Linked DNA regions of Mus musculus: all the other regions are linked to region 1. A link is a contact called in public promoter capture Hi-C data. All regions are on one chromosome and are shown on one strand. The core of a region is the stretch at or near the end of the contact, and the rest is flanking DNA. Distances in the headings are between cores, read along the strand shown.

The links. Promoter capture Hi-C pulls out the DNA fragments that hold promoters and counts their contacts. Capture Hi-C pulls out chosen DNA fragments and counts their contacts.
Region 2: a contact with region 1 is called in a promoter capture Hi-C map of adipose tissue, with 2.4 times the contacts expected there. The contact joins the promoter of Traf4 here to the promoter of Blmh in region 1. A contact is called at or near these places in 1 of 39 promoter capture datasets (pre-B cells) and 1 of 9 other capture datasets (adipose tissue).
Region 3: a contact with region 1 is called in a promoter capture Hi-C map of adipose tissue, with 2.4 times the contacts expected there. The contact joins the promoter of Dhrs13os here to the promoter of Blmh in region 1. A contact is called at or near these places in 1 of 39 promoter capture datasets (hippocampal neurons) and 2 of 9 other capture datasets (adipose tissue and liver).
Region 4: a promoter capture Hi-C map of pre-B cells shows a contact between it and region 1, with 4 times the contacts expected there. The contact joins the promoter of Phf12 here to the promoter of Blmh in region 1. A contact is called at or near these places in 2 of 39 promoter capture datasets (liver and pre-B cells).

What each region holds. Positions count from the first base shown.
Region 1 is chr11:76,943,867-76,947,426 of GRCm38.p6, reverse strand. It overlaps Blmh (bleomycin hydrolase), which reads right to left and starts at 1,771. Exons shown (of 12, transcript NM_178645.4): 1 at 1,534-1,771; 2 at 988-1,185. The coding sequence starts at 1,546.
Region 2 is chr11:78,163,541-78,167,100 of GRCm38.p6, reverse strand. It overlaps Traf4 (TNF receptor associated factor 4), which reads left to right and starts at 1,551. Exons shown (of 7, transcript NM_009423.4): 1 at 1,551-1,803. The coding sequence starts at 1,661. Nek8 (NIMA (never in mitosis gene a)-related expressed kinase 8) reads left to right here. Exons shown (of 15, transcript NM_080849.3): 15 at 324-995. The coding sequence ends at 352.
Region 3 is chr11:78,031,000-78,034,559 of GRCm38.p6, reverse strand. Dhrs13os (dehydrogenase/reductase (SDR family) member 13, opposite strand) reads left to right here and starts at 1,895. Exons shown (of 2, transcript NR_152257.1): 1 at 1,895-2,403; 2 at 2,629-3,560. It overlaps Dhrs13 (dehydrogenase/reductase (SDR family) member 13), which reads right to left and starts at 2,247. Exons shown (of 5, transcript NM_183286.2): 1 at 2,062-2,247; 2 at 1,857-1,975; 3 at 424-547; 4 at 1-285. The coding sequence starts at 2,188.
Region 4 is chr11:77,980,979-77,984,538 of GRCm38.p6, reverse strand. It overlaps Phf12 (PHD finger protein 12), which reads right to left and starts at 1,723. Exons shown (of 15, transcript NM_174852.3): 1 at 1,162-1,723; 2 at 342-523. The coding sequence starts at 1,227.

The DNA of each region.
Region 1 (3,560 bases), core at 522-3,021:
CTGTGAGTGCTAAGTAAGAACTTTCTGCTACATAATAAGATTATTGCAAGGTCATAATTTTTTTCCTTTAAAATTTAAAAATCAAATTTTCTATGGTATAATTGACTCACAGCAAAATAATACCCATGTTAAATGTATCCTTTGAGCTTTGAATTGCCTTAAGTAGCAATAACATATTTTCTGTCAATACACATAGACTTGGAGTAGTTTCCAAATAAGGGGAAAAAAAATGCAAGGTCCCTTTGGTTCAATTTTTTTGAGACTATTTCTCCTGTTTGGATTCCTAGATAACCAATCTCTCAGTGTAGATGTATTTTCAACAGTTGTAACTGGACAGCAGACAGCAAAACAACAATTCTCAGCCAGCAAGGAATGAGAACTCAAAATACTACAAAGTAACTACTGACAGGAACTATGAGAATAGCAACTCCAGCTGCAACCACAGAGCATATTTAAAAATAGCCGGTTACAATCTGTTGTAATCACTTTATGTTTTTTTCTATTTTATACATTTGGACTTTAGGGCAATTCTGGGACATCTCCTATGGTATGGATATTTTTCCATTAATTATTAATTATTTGGCACAGGCCAAATCTGTTAGTACATAGCTCATCTTTTGCTTTAGGTTTATCTGTCTGCAACTTGATAAGCTGTTTCTCTCTTCTGCTACTTCTAGATGAACTGTTAAGATTAAAACTGCACGAGAACAAACCGCACACATCCAACATCACATAATATCAAAACATGATGATATGCATTCAAAGACCACCATCTGTCACGTTAGGAAACAAACTAAATGCTAATAGGCCACAGAACACTGAAGCCACCACACAGGTGATGTTCTTGGGCCTGCCCTTTTCTAGTGCCTATTCTCTGGCTTACTACAAGTTCTGTCAATGCTACAAAGCTCTGTTATCCCAGGGCCATTTTTAGGACAACAAAATGTGCTGCTGTCAATAAAGTAGGCAAGAAGTCGTAGACCTCACCAGAGCTCTTCTGGTTGGTGACTGGCTTGCCTTCCTGAGGCACAACGTGTTGAAACACATGCTGAGCACCCTGGACCGTGGCCCTCCTCAGACATATGTCCAGCAGATCGTGGGTGGTCCCGACATTCTGGGCAAGTACGAACTGAGGGTCAGAATTTAGTTTCTGGATCAAAGCAGATACCTTCTCCGAATTTAGTCCTGTGGGAAGATCAAACGCCATTATAATTATATCCCCTCCCAAAGAGGCTGACGGGGACAGCTTTAGGATAGGGTCACCGTAGATCCTAGATTTAACTTCGCAAGAGCATCCTGCAGAGTGCTGTACCAGAAAGCCCTCTCCCGGCATCCTCCCCGCGTGATGTCGTCTCTCTCCTGGTGCTCTCCCACCCTCCCGGAGGGCTACATCCCGGCCCTCGCCTAGGTCCGTCCCCCCCTCCCCACCCACCCCCATCCCATCCCACGGCCTTTCACGCCGCCGGGCCTCACGGGTCCGCCGAGCCCGGGAGAGGACCCGGGAAAACACTCGTGGTACCAGCGGTGCCTCACCTGCGTTGTTCATGGCGCCCAAACTGCTTCGTGGAGGAAACGTTAGTTTTCAGGGTTTTCAGGTGAGCTCTGGGGTTACACTACAGTCCGCTGCCTAGCTGGCCGGACCTGGTTCTCGCACCCTAAGCGCCGGAAGAAGGAAACCCGCTCAATGGTGGCCGAGAGAAACGGGGTCCGCGGAGGGACAAAACTCCCCCCTCGCGTTGCTGAGTCAGCGCCATCGGGGCTAGCCCCGCCCGGGGGAGGGCCGACAGGGGCGGCCTTTCAGACTCTGGGGCCCGCACCTCGGCCCGGGAGCGGCAGGGCGAAGCCACCCACGATTGCAGCCCCCACTGCCAGCATTGCTCACTCTTCGCCTCGGCTGCGCCCTCCGCCATCTGTGATCCCTCTTCCTGGCTTCAAGGGCGCCCTCCCGGGATCCCAAGCTCCTAGAGGAAGGAGGCTGAGGGTTCCGTGCTGATGAACCCAGATCCCTCACTGTCTAGCATTGGGGAAACTGACGCTTAGAACTCCTTTGAGAAGCCAGAGGAGGTTTTGTGAAGTGAAAAGGAAGTAAGGGACCCAAAATTAGCCATGGGACGGCAGATCTCAAGAAATCCACCCAAAGGCTTTTCCTGTAGGCACTTAGCTGACCAATCTGTTCATCTTTTTCAATTGCAACTTGTTGCTTAGAGTCTAGTGAGAACAAAGTTCTTGTATTTGAAAGGATTTTGGAACCAATCTCTTTCCCACCCACCCATAAGCTACTACCACGGTTCTACAAATACACATCTGCTCATTTCATCTACACATTCTGGGCTTCGCAAGGCTCATGAGTGGTTCCTATTGAGCCCAGCTTGGGCTAAGGAGAATGATTACGTCAATTTTATGCTTTTTTTTTTTTTTTTTTTTTTGCTAATATCTACAAAACCTGTAAATCACACACACACACACACACACACACACACACACACAGAGTCTTCGAGATAATTAATCAGTTTTTCAAGACGGGGCGGGAGAGTCCACTGCATAATAAAATAAGTACAAATGCACACTGTAGCCTTACTATTCAGATTTTCCATGGAGCCTAAAACCTAAGTCTTAAATTGAAAATCACCCATGGTTCAGAGGAATTCTGATGTCTGGAAAGTGCCACATGCAGACAGCCATCTGTCACTTGAGAATTCAGTCTCTGTGTCCCTGAGAGACTTAGCTAAAGACCTGCAATTCGACATAGCAACCATCTCCAAGGGAGCCCATCAACTACCCTATCCTGTGGGGCTTTTTTTTTTATTTTTTCCATTTTCTGAAGAAAAAAGAAACAAGCTACAACTCATGCTGAAAGAAATCATGGGCCCTTTCACCAAATAAATAAATAAATAAACAAACAAATAAATAAACAATAAAAATGATGTTCAAACTTCCTGCCCAATTGGACTCAGCCCAAAGAATAAAATTGTATTCAACATTTGTGGTGTAACAGGTCCTCAGCAAGTTTCTGCTGATATAAAAAAAATTAAAAACTTTAATCTTGTCATCAAGAGACTCATGATGTGGGACTGGGAGATAGCCCAGCAGATAAAAGCACTTGCTGATGATCTTCCAGGGGACCCAAGTTCGGGTCCCAACACTCAAGTCAGAAAACTGTAAGTCCAGTTCCAATGGGTCCAGCCAACACTTCCTTCTGGCTACCATGGGCACTCATCCCATGTGCACACCTATACACAGAGACATACACATTCAAAACAATTAACGTGGGAAAGACATGCAACAGAACCTATGCTATCTCACAGTAGTGCTATATAAGTAGTAGCTAGCAGTGAGAGCCAGACGCTAGAAAAACAGAGGTGATAAGGCTGGGCTCAAGAGTAGAACACTTGCTTAGCGTGCACAAGGACCCTGGATTTAGCCCCCAGCCCCACAAAAAGAAAAGGGGGACAGGTGGTGATAACTTTGAAGAGTGAATGGAATTTTACGAGACAAAGAGTGAGAGAGAGGGCACTCAAGGTAACAGCAAAGGCAGGAGGCGTGGGAGCGCATGACAAGAT
Region 2 (3,560 bases), core at 302-2,801, 1.2 Mb before region 1:
CCCCTCTACTCCCCACTCTATCTTCCATAGTTATAACCCAAATTACCCACCCAGAGCAATCTTCTGCCCCCAGAAAAATGTGGGAAATGGGGAGGGGACGCCATTTCCCCCCTCAGGGAGAAAAGGCTGCTTCTATGGCTCTCCACACCTTGTGTGAATTCTTGCTCCTAATACTTCCTGGAGCCAGTTGATAGGAAAACTTCCCTTTCTGGCCTGGCAGGAGGGTTCTGGCTCCAGGGCCCAATGAAATCAAAGAGGGCTGATGCTTGCTGTAGGCGTTGCCTCCAGAAAGGCAGTAGTAGCTTCTCTTTGATACTCTTCAGCAGTCACAGATGAACCAGTTCCCCCCTGAGGCGACAGGATGATCCAAGAGACCACCTTTGAGTATTCTGAAAAATGCAGGTGCCCGAGGAATGACTGTTGTCAGCGTCCTGGATTGTGTCGTCAATGGGGTAGAAAGGCCAGTGAAGTCTACTCTGTTCCCCCAAGTCCCTGTCTCCAAAGCTCTTTATCTTAGTAAATATCTGCAAGGCTCCAGTCTGGCAGGGGTCAACAGAAGGACGGCCTTCAAAACCTTTGCTAAAAAAAAAAAACGCACCTTTCTCCAACCACCCTCAGCCCAGTTAGAAAGTAAGTCCCTGACGGTGTCCTCTTGGAGACTCATGCCATGCTTTGGAATAGGGCAAGCCAGGGCTTGTTTGGACTGGTCATTAGGCTAGCCTAATCTCTGCATAGCTTGCAGCTGATAGGTTGGAGGGAGCCCCCTTTTCTATCTTACCCTGAGGCAAGGGTTTGCACAACCCCTGCGAAGGCACCCCTCCCCACACACACCTCTTAGGGAGGGGGTGCTGGAGCTATTTTTTTGTTTGCTGAGGAGATACTGCTGAAAGGTTGCCCTTTCCCCAGGCTATTCACCAGACCTAGACTGGGGAGAAAGGTAACCCGACCAATTTCTCAAAGGTTTCAAAGTATCACTAATAAAAATATCAAATGCCTGCTTGGCTTATGATCTCTTACTGGGTGGGTGGAAGTGGCCGCTAGACACCCCAAGACTGGGTTGGGCCCGACTGTGGTTGCAGGGCAGCGGCCAGGAGGAATGTGGGCGCAGCCAGAGGCCTGAGGGCTGGGGCCGAGGTTCCGCTGGCCCAGCGCCCAGCCCAGTTTCCTTGCTCTAGCCTGGTTTACTGGGATCCTGTTGCCAGGCTTCGCTGCCTAGCACCTAGAAGCTAGGGCCCCGGGTCCCTGAGCGGCGCGTGGCGCAGGAGACCTTAAGGTGGCCTCTAAAGTGTCAAGTCTTTGTGGTGCGACCTGATAGGCACCATCGTAACGCAAGGGGACCCGCTTCTGGAAGACTCTCGGCCACACTCGGAGTTCCAGCGGGAAAGAGAAGCCTAATTTAACTTTCAAAGCCAGGGCAGAGTTCGGAGTGCGACAGCATTCGGAGTGAGGGGTTGTGGAGTGGGCGGGGCACGAGGGCGGGCTCTAGGACCATGGGGACGCGGCTCCGCCCCCTCTTCCGGCGGGCGGGGTTGCGGACCCGGGCCGGTCTCGGCCGCCAGTCGGCGCCGCCCGCAGCCGGGAAACGCGGCCCGAGCGAGGCGCGGGCTGTGGGGCCGCCGCGTGCCCGGCCCCGCTCGCCCGTGCCCGCTGCCAGCCCGCCATGCCCGGCTTCGACTACAAGTTCCTGGAGAAGCCCAAGCGGCGGCTGCTGTGCCCACTGTGCGGGAAGCCCATGCGCGAGCCTGTGCAGGTGTCTACTTGTGGCCACCGCTTCTGCGACACCTGCCTGCAGGAGTTTCTCAGGTGCGACCCGGGGCGGTGGGCCTCCGCCGGCAGTGCAGGGGGATGAGGGCGGTGCACGGGGGACGGGCTCGGGCCGGAGACACGTCGCGCCTTTGTCTGCGAGGCCGCCCGGTGACCTCAGGAGCGCCCACCATGATGTCAAGGGGCGGCAGTGACGTCAGGGCCCTGGGGAGGACCTTACGCACCCAAGCGTAGGGTCTCGGGTCCTACCTGCCCAGCTCCAGGTAGGAAAAACTGCCTCCCCACGCTCTGGCGGAGGGAAAGCCGCCCTTCCTGACCCGTAGCCGGCCCTTCCCCCCTACCTGAGAGCCCGAGCGGCCACAGTCTTGAACTTTGAATCCTTTAGGGAAGGGAAGGACAAAGCCTCTCTCTCCCGCGCGGCACTCAAGCCGCTGGAGTTTTCACCTGTCCAACCTCTTCTTTTCCTCTCTGACGTTGAGAGAGCGGCCGCTATTGTTCTCCCATTTCAGAGATTCAAAAAAATAAGGGCTGCGATTTGCCCAGGGTCACACGATTCAAGTCTTTAGCTGGGAATCCAGCCCGGGCTGCGTGTGGCCAAGCAGTAGAGGTTGGACTGTGACCTGCAGCCCTCCCCGCCTCTTAAGTGGGGAACCCTCCCTTGGGGTCTTGAGTACAATGGATGGTTGGTACATCGGCCACCCGGGTTGGTACTGAATGCCCTGTGCCCACTGAGGATCCAGGTCCTGCCTTGCGGCCTCAGGCATCGCTCACATTTCTGGGCACCCCTGGGCGGTCTTGAGGCTCCTGGCACTGAAGGCTGCATGTTGGAGGGGAGATCGGGGAGCCCCAACGCCCGTGGAGGTCGTGCTCTAGAGCACAAGGCAGGCTGAGTCTGCCGCGGTCCCGCGAGGGGAACTGGCAGGGAAAGCAATGTGGGACTTGTGCCTCAGTGCTTCGTCCCCACTGTCTTCCGAAGCCCCTGGCTGGCGGAAATCTCAGCAGGCCCTTTGTTTTTTGTTCCTAGCAGCCGCGGGCTCCTGCTCTCACATATGCTCCTGCTCAAGCTGCTGTGGTCCCCCCTCCTCCCTTCTTTTCTCCCTCCTCCCTCTGGCCCTCCTCCCTGAAATGTACACACTTAACTCCTCTACAGACACACACGGGCCCATTGTCTTCCCGGCTCCCTTCCTGGCCCTCTGGTTTCCAGATGAGGCCAGCTGAGCCAGCCCCCTCCTCCAGCTGACCCACCCTTACTGCCTCGGGGAAGGAGCCAGGAGGGGTCTGTCAGGCCTTGTTCCCTCCTTCACCTCCTTCTCAGTCCCCTCGAGGCTGCTTCTGCCCCTCCTCCTCCCGGAAATCCCCTCTTCCTCTCCCACTACCCCCTCCCCCCATCCTGTCTTCTCCCCTGGGCTTGGGCCTCCACTGCTCAGCCAGGAGCTGCCTCTGCCTTCTCCCCTCCCCCACGATCCAGTTGTGTTTAGTGGCTTCTGGAGGAAAGAGGTGATTGAGCAGGCTCTGCCTCCCCACTATCACCCCTACCCTACAAGTTAGGTTGTCCATAGCCTTGGCCAAACCTTTTGTCCTGGCTGGGCCCCAAGCTGCAGAGTTAGCTGCTGCCTGAAGCCTAGGGACCTGCCTTAGTCCCCTTGCTGTCTTCAAAACCACCGGGTCAGCACATTCCAGAAGCAGCCAAGTGGACCCCCCTCCCCCTTGGCCCACCCCTCTTTTACTCCTGCTGCTGCTGGCTATTACCCAGATTGAGCCAGGAAGGCTGCTCCTGGGTGCAGGCATAGCTCTTT
Region 3 (3,560 bases), core at 646-3,145, 1.1 Mb before region 1:
CAGTGCCCTCAAGCTGGGTGGCAAGCTCCCGGGCAAACAGCACGTTGGCTAGTTTGCTGTCAGCGTACGCCCGAAGCTCCTGCTGCCAGCCCACCACTGGGCAGTCCAGACGTGTGAAGTCGAGACGACCACGTCGGTGGGCAGCCGATGACACTATTACCACACGGCTGGGGGCACATGACCTCAGGCGGGGTAGCAACAAGTGCGTCAGCAGAAAAGGGCCAACATGGTTCACTCGCAACAGCAGGTTAAAGGTTTCCCGAGTCCGGCCACAGGAGCTGATCCCTAGAGCAGAAGCTAGGCATGAGGTGCTGTCATAGGTGTCCCACAGGTCTTAGAATCCCCACTTGTGAGATGTGTCTGCTGGAGGGTCTGCCTCTCCAGGCTCCCCGCCGCCCTCCCACAGGGCCTGCTACTCCTCACCTGCATTGTGGATGAGGACGTCCAGCCTTGGCTCAGAGCTTAAGAAGGCTGTGGCAAAGGCCTGCACGGAGGCCAGACTGGCCAAGTCCAAGGCCATGAAGATGACCTCATTGTTTCCACTTTCCTGTGGAGCAGCAAGGGCTAGGATTGTTACTGGGTATCTCCCTTCTCCTCCCTCTTTCCAGGCTTCTGAGAGTCTACCCACCTATGACTAAAACCTGCCTCTATGCATCAGCGTGTAATGGGTGTGTGGATTCAAATCTTGACTTTGCCCCTAACTAGAGTGTGACTTCAGACGTGATACTGAATATCTTTTGGGCCTCTGTTCTCTTACTGAAAAATGAGAGGATAGTAATAATATTAACAGCAATAATAATACTTTCTACTGGAAAAAAAAGCTGGGAGAGTTAAATCAGATAAAATACATGTATGTCTGGTGTGGTGGCACACATTGGTTATCCTAGCTACCCTTTTGTCACCAGTTCAAGGCCTGCCTGAGCTAGAGTTAATATATATTAAATACCCAGTCAGCAGCGTGCAGGTATTTGCCATTAACATCCCTTGTTTTTATTATCATTTACCATAAAAATCAATTACAGCCTTTCACCTGTTGTAGACAGCATCTTGCTACGTAGCTCAGACTGCCTTGGAACTCATGATCTCCCTTCCTCAGCCTCTTCAGGGCTGGAATTACAGGTGTGCACCAGCATGTCCTGCTGTAACAAACTTTTCCTAAGAGACTGTGGTCTTCTCTTACACACCTTTTTAAAAAAAATTTATTTTATTTGTTTGCTTGTTTATTTTGAGACAGAGTCTTAGGATGTAGCCCAAGCTGGTCTTCAACTCACAGAAATCTACCTGTCTCTGCCTCTCAAGTGCTAGGATTAAAGGTATGTGACCCTCTCACTCCTGTCCTCTGCAGTCTAGACACCGCACAGTTCTAAGAAATTCATCTGAAAAAGCCATCAGGATGGTCCAGAGCCTACTGAAGTGTCTTCTCTGCTCAGCTGTCTTCAACTCGATGGTATTTGGAAGGGCCTTCAGAAGCTGGCTGTGGCTCAGAACCACTTCAGGACATTCCTTTTATTCCTTGCTTCATCTCCCGCCCCCTGTCTCTCCAATTAGACTCTCTAGTCTCAGGGCATTTGCACCTGCTGTTCTTTCTGCATCTCTTCATTATCCTAACCCTTCCTTCTTTGTCGCCTTTGCCAAGGCTGGCCTTGAGCTCGCAGCCCGGTGCTGGGACCACACCTGACTTCATTAACTCTGATTCTTAAAGCTCTCAAGATTAAAGACCACAGCAGTCCCTGCATCTTCCTCTCTGTTTAAGGGATAGTGAGGCTCTCTCCTCTCAGATCTTGATTCCTCCGTCGCTCTGCTCCGCCCTCCGCGTCCCGGGCTCACCCGCCTCCCGCATTCCCCTATGGTCTCACCTGACGGAGGTCGAAAGCGGCCGCTTCCCCGCGCTCCCGGCTGCGGCAGGCCAGCACCACGCGCGCTCCCCGGCGCGCCAGCTCCAGCGCTGTCATCTTTCCGATGCCGCTATTGGCGCCTGCGGGCGGCGGGTGGGAGCCAGCTCAGCCGGTCGGGCCGCGGCCACCCGCCCGGCCTCCCCGCCGCCCGCTCGCGCGCACTCACCAGTGACCACGACCGTGCGGCCCCGAAGGCTGCCGATGCCGCCGCACGACGGGGCCTTCACCAGGTTGTAGTAGACAAGCACGTAGGCGCCCAGCAGCAGCCCGGCGCCCAGCAGCAGCATCTCCATGCCGGCAGTGCTCCCGATTCCCGCCCGGGCCTCGTCGCTCCCGCCTCGGCCTCGCGAGGGCGGCGGCAGGCTGGGCAGGGGTGTGCGCGCACGCGTGGCCCCTGCGAGCGCCCCCTAGGCGTGCGCCTGCGTGCCCTGGCGGCGTGCCTAGGAGAAACACCTTGGAGTCCTGGGAGCGCCCTCTAGGCTTGCGAACTCCCGGGAACGCGTGCTCGGTAAGTACCCGGAAACATCTGCCTGAGGGACGGGTGGGTGTGTGCATGCCTAGGGCCCTGAGATCTCCGCTCAGGCTTTGGGCGTGCTTCTGGATTCTGGGCGGGCGCCGGCGGTGAGAGCACTGCGTAGGTGTCTGTGCCCATCGCGGGAGTCCTCCAGGCTGTGCATGCATCTGTAGTCTCCACCAACGCGTGTGACTGAATGAACATCTCTGTTTACTCTAGGTGTGAGTATGTAGCAGTCTCTCAGTCTGGAGTCCTGTGTACATGAATGGGCTCGTGTGTCTGGAGTCGAGTCCTGGATGCCTTTTCCTCAATGAAGCGACTCTTTTCTCATTCTTTCATTATCCAGCCCTCCGCTGCTCTTCTAGGACATTTCCCGTTACAGGCCAGAGGCATGAGGCTTCTTATGCTGGCACTGACAGGGTTGTCAGGATTCAACCATGTGATTTCCTAACTTTGTGACCCCACCCCTTTCCCTGTCGATTTTGGAGGTGGTTTCCCTAGGCCCATGGTGGCCTTAAATTTGAGATCCTCCTTCCTCAAACTCCGAAACAGTGGGTATTACATGGTTGTTACTCCATGACCTCTGCTTTCGAAAAGGCGGTAATTTGTTTCTAGAACGGTTCACAGGTAGCAAGACTAGGTAGGTAGACACTCCATTACTCTGGAAACAGTGACTGAGGGTAAGCTGGGCAGGGACAGCTAGGGATGTGGGCATTCCAAGCAGGACCTTGCCTAGGACAGTGAAGGACAGGTAGTTCCTTTCTGCCTTTGGAGGTTTAAGAAGTCCTTCCTGAAGTGGAAGCAGAGTGGCAGGGACAAGAATACAACTATATGTGGGAGTCAGGGTCAGATTTCTGAGACCAGGGAATTCCCTATTTAATACTGCACTGTGTTCTTGGAGCACAACTATAGACGCTGTGGATGTAAAGCTCGTCTTCTAGCCCTATCAACAGACTTGAATATATGAATAGGTACTAGTTAGAATAGTGCCAGAACACAGATTTTTCTAGGGGACTGTTCTCAGGAAGAACTTCCTGAATAAGCCATCTCCAGGAAGCTAGCAGGATGCCCAGGAAATTAGAATTAGGGTAACACAGCAGGGTATTTCCTGATGAGAACAGCAGAAGTTATTCAAGTTACACCAAGAGCCG
Region 4 (3,560 bases), core at 474-2,973, 1.0 Mb before region 1:
AGCGGCACTGGACCTGGAGCTCCTCCCCTTCCTCCCCCGCCGCCGCCGCCGCCGCCGCCGCCGGCCGCACTCGGCCGCTCAGTCCCGGCTCCCAACCTACAACCAATCTCAGATGGGGCTCACCTCACTCCTCCCAACCCCCATCCCGGGGTCAAGACACGCCGCTGCTCCTTCCCGCAAATTGGCCGGATCCCGGCAAATACCAAGGGCGCAGAGGCGCTCGCCCCAGCGACTAGAGAGTCGGCTAGCGGCTGCAAGCTCCCGTTATTTCTACAGGCCTGGTGAAGGAATGTGCTGAGTAGGGTCTGCCAAGGGGCTCCAAAGGGGTCCCCAGCCCTTACCAGCACTGGAGGTGGAAGGCGGCAGGGCAGTGATCGCAGCACAAGAGATCCCCACCTTCCTTGCAGCTATCGCAGCTGTCGTGGTTGGTGGCCCTGCCGCTTCTCCGGGACTCCTTCTCGGGCTTCCGACTCCGCTTTTCTGCCTCGTCCGTCTTGGGGGGAGCCAGCAGAGCTTGGATTTGCTGCACACACATACAGACGGCATGTGTGCACATTCGGAGCTCCCGGGTAGCCCGTAGTCCCACCGGCGCCGCTTCTCCGTCACCCACCCCTCTTCCCCCTTTTGTCCTTCTTCCTCCCATCCAGGCTGCTTCCAGAACCTCTCGGTCCCCGGAATCAAGGGGAGCCCACCCTAACTGCGTTCCTGCAGCACAACAAGAAAAGCTCCTTCCAAATGGGGAGGACCAGGGTAGGGGGATGGGGAGAGGGTGCGCGGTTCTCTTCTTGCCACTTCCTTGTATGGACAGTGGGGGACTCCAAAGCCCGGCTCGGGAGAGGCCCGAAGCTTGGTACCCGGACGTGCAGGGGGAAGCACAAAGGGGCCGACAAGAAGGGGGTGGGGAGGCCTGCCGGTGCAATGAAATGGAGTGGGCTGAAGCCTCAGGGAGCGAATCGAGGGCGGCTGGTAGGTGAAACTGCTGCAGACGTCCTCGGAAGCTAAGCTCAGTCCCCCAAATTGCAAAGAGGGGAGGAAGAGACTGGGTGAGGAAGAACAACCCCCCCTTTTCCCGGCCCTCTGGCGCTTCGAGCTTAGGGCCGGCTTTGTGGGGCGGAGGTACCCTCCTGGCACTGGGGGGAAAAGGATGAGGGCCACTCTTACCTCCATCAGCCCCCCCGACGTGTCCAAGTCGTACACGATCGTCTTGGTCTCCATTTTCTCCCACATTCATCCACCTCTCGGGCTGGGCGCTCTCTGCTCCGGCCCCCCCAGCCCCGGGGGGAGGGGGGAGGAGGGGAAGGGGGCACCTCTGACCCCCGGTCCCCTTCTCTCTTCCCAACACAGGTTCCGACTTCCTCGCCCTGGCTCCCCCCCACCCCCCGGCCCCCAGTCCCTGGGACGGCAGCGTCCTCCCCACGGGCCGCGAGAGGGGAGCAACCCCTCAGCCCCGGCCCAGCGGCTGGCTGCACAGTGGATCCCGGCTCCGGGGGTCAGGCCTCGGCGGGGGCCTAGGCCCACAGGCTAAAGCTGGCGCTGGCGACCGCTGGTCCGGCCGGGAAGGCTAGCGGGCGCTGCCATCCCGGGCTTGGGGGACCGGAGGGGGGGGTGAGAGGTTAGGTGAGGTTGTGGTTCGTGAGGTGACTCTGGGGAGGATGATGGGGGGTGGTCCCCGGGCTCCGCCTCTCGCCGCCGCTGCCGTCTGCGTCCCGGCTGCCGCGCACTTGGCGCAAACTTACCGCGAGCGCCCGCAAAGCCACCCGCGCAGGCGCCCCGGGATCGCCGCTCGCCGCGCGCAACCGCAGTGACAGCCGGCGGCCTGGCTCCCGCGCAGCCGCGGTGATGGGGTACCCCCCGGCGCGCAGCCGCGCTGGCATTCGCCCGGAGCCCAGAAGCCCCGCCTCTCCGCCGTGCGCCGGCGTACTGCGATTGGAGGGCGGAACCTGAGGCCTCGCTTAGGCGCCTGGGAAAGCGCGTAGGGGTCACGGCGCAGCCGCAGGAACTGGAAGACGCATCACCCATTGGTGTTTGTGTGCGGACCACGGGCTCTGGTCCCGCGCAGGCGTGTTGGGTCGCCACCCTCCCGTCCCCTCACACAGCCGCCTCACGCGCAGGCGCGTTGTACCTGGAGGCCTGCACAAAAAAAAAAAAAAAAAAAAAAAGCTTCTCCTTTCGCCATTTTGGTAATGAGATTTGGGGCTACCATGCCCTTGGAGTCCTCAGTCACGACCAAGGAGGAGCGTGGGATGCTGTATGGAGCTGGTAGCTTTCGGCTGCAGCAGTACCCATATGGATGGTGTAGTGGACTGTTTGTCTCCAGTGTCAGGTGTGTCTGGACTAGGCCGCCATATTGGTAAAGAGGGAAAAAAAAAGCATTGCGACAAAAAAAAAAAAAAAAAAAGACGCTTTTGGTGGCAGATCGGATGACTGCTCTTTCCACTTCATTTCCACTCTCAGCACCTAATTTTAGCACGAGCATTGCTGCCTTGGGTCCCGATGGAACCCAAGATATTTCAAGCTGTTCTTACCCTCTCTTAACCACTGTCCCTGTGAACTACTCCGAAAGAGGAAGTCAAAAGCCCAAACAGTCCGTAATCCTGACAACGCCCAGCTACCTGCCTACAGCTGACTTCAATCCCCATCTTGCAACGCGCAGAGTTCAAAGGGTGAACGGGACCGCTTTGCACTCTGGTAGTTAGACTCGCGATGGATCTGATGGATTGTGGGAGTTGTAGTTCAGCCTTCAGGCGCTGCACTGGACCATAGGATGTACACGAAGAAAAGCCTGCCGGGAAAGGATACTTTTGAGAGCTGCCGTATTGCACACTGGGGTTTGTAGTTTGAGCCCCTCACCTCGCATTCTGAGCAGAGAGACATACCTCTCTTTGGGTGTGCGCTGTTATGCCCTTGTTATCACTTTCCAATATGGACAGATACTCTGCCTAATTGCGAATGAATGAACCCCACTAGGCATTAATTAACACTGGTGACATGCAGCTATGTCCTGCCGTTTCTTTCTTTCGTTTGTTCGTTCTGTTAAGACAGTCTTACTCCGCAGCCCTAGAACTTGTTATGTAGACTAGATAGGTCATGAACTCACAGAAATCCGACTGCTTCTGCCTCCGGTCCCATTTCTGGGATCGACGTGTGCTACTACGCCTGGAATCTCCTAAACTCATTTTTATGTTACTACACACATTATTCTCAGACCCGTAAACCTGGGAGGGACTTAGAGACTATTTGATTTAAATTCTTCATTTCCAGGTACAGAGTGGAGAGTGGTTTGCTTAGACGCATATTGAGTTTATAGCAAACCTAAAAAGGAAACATTTCTTGATTCACAGGTCAGACTTTGTCCCCTACACCGTGTTTACTGTCTCTGAGAAACTATTGCTCCTTCTTTTAGGACAGTCAGGACTGTAAGTCAAAGGGGATATAAATATCTGTGTGAAGTTTTAGTGCTTTGTGAAGTTTTAGTGCTCTCTCTCTCTTTGTCTCTCTGCCTCTCTCTCTCTCTCTCTCTCTCTCTCTCTCTCTCTCTCTCTCGGCCCTGTATTAGTGCC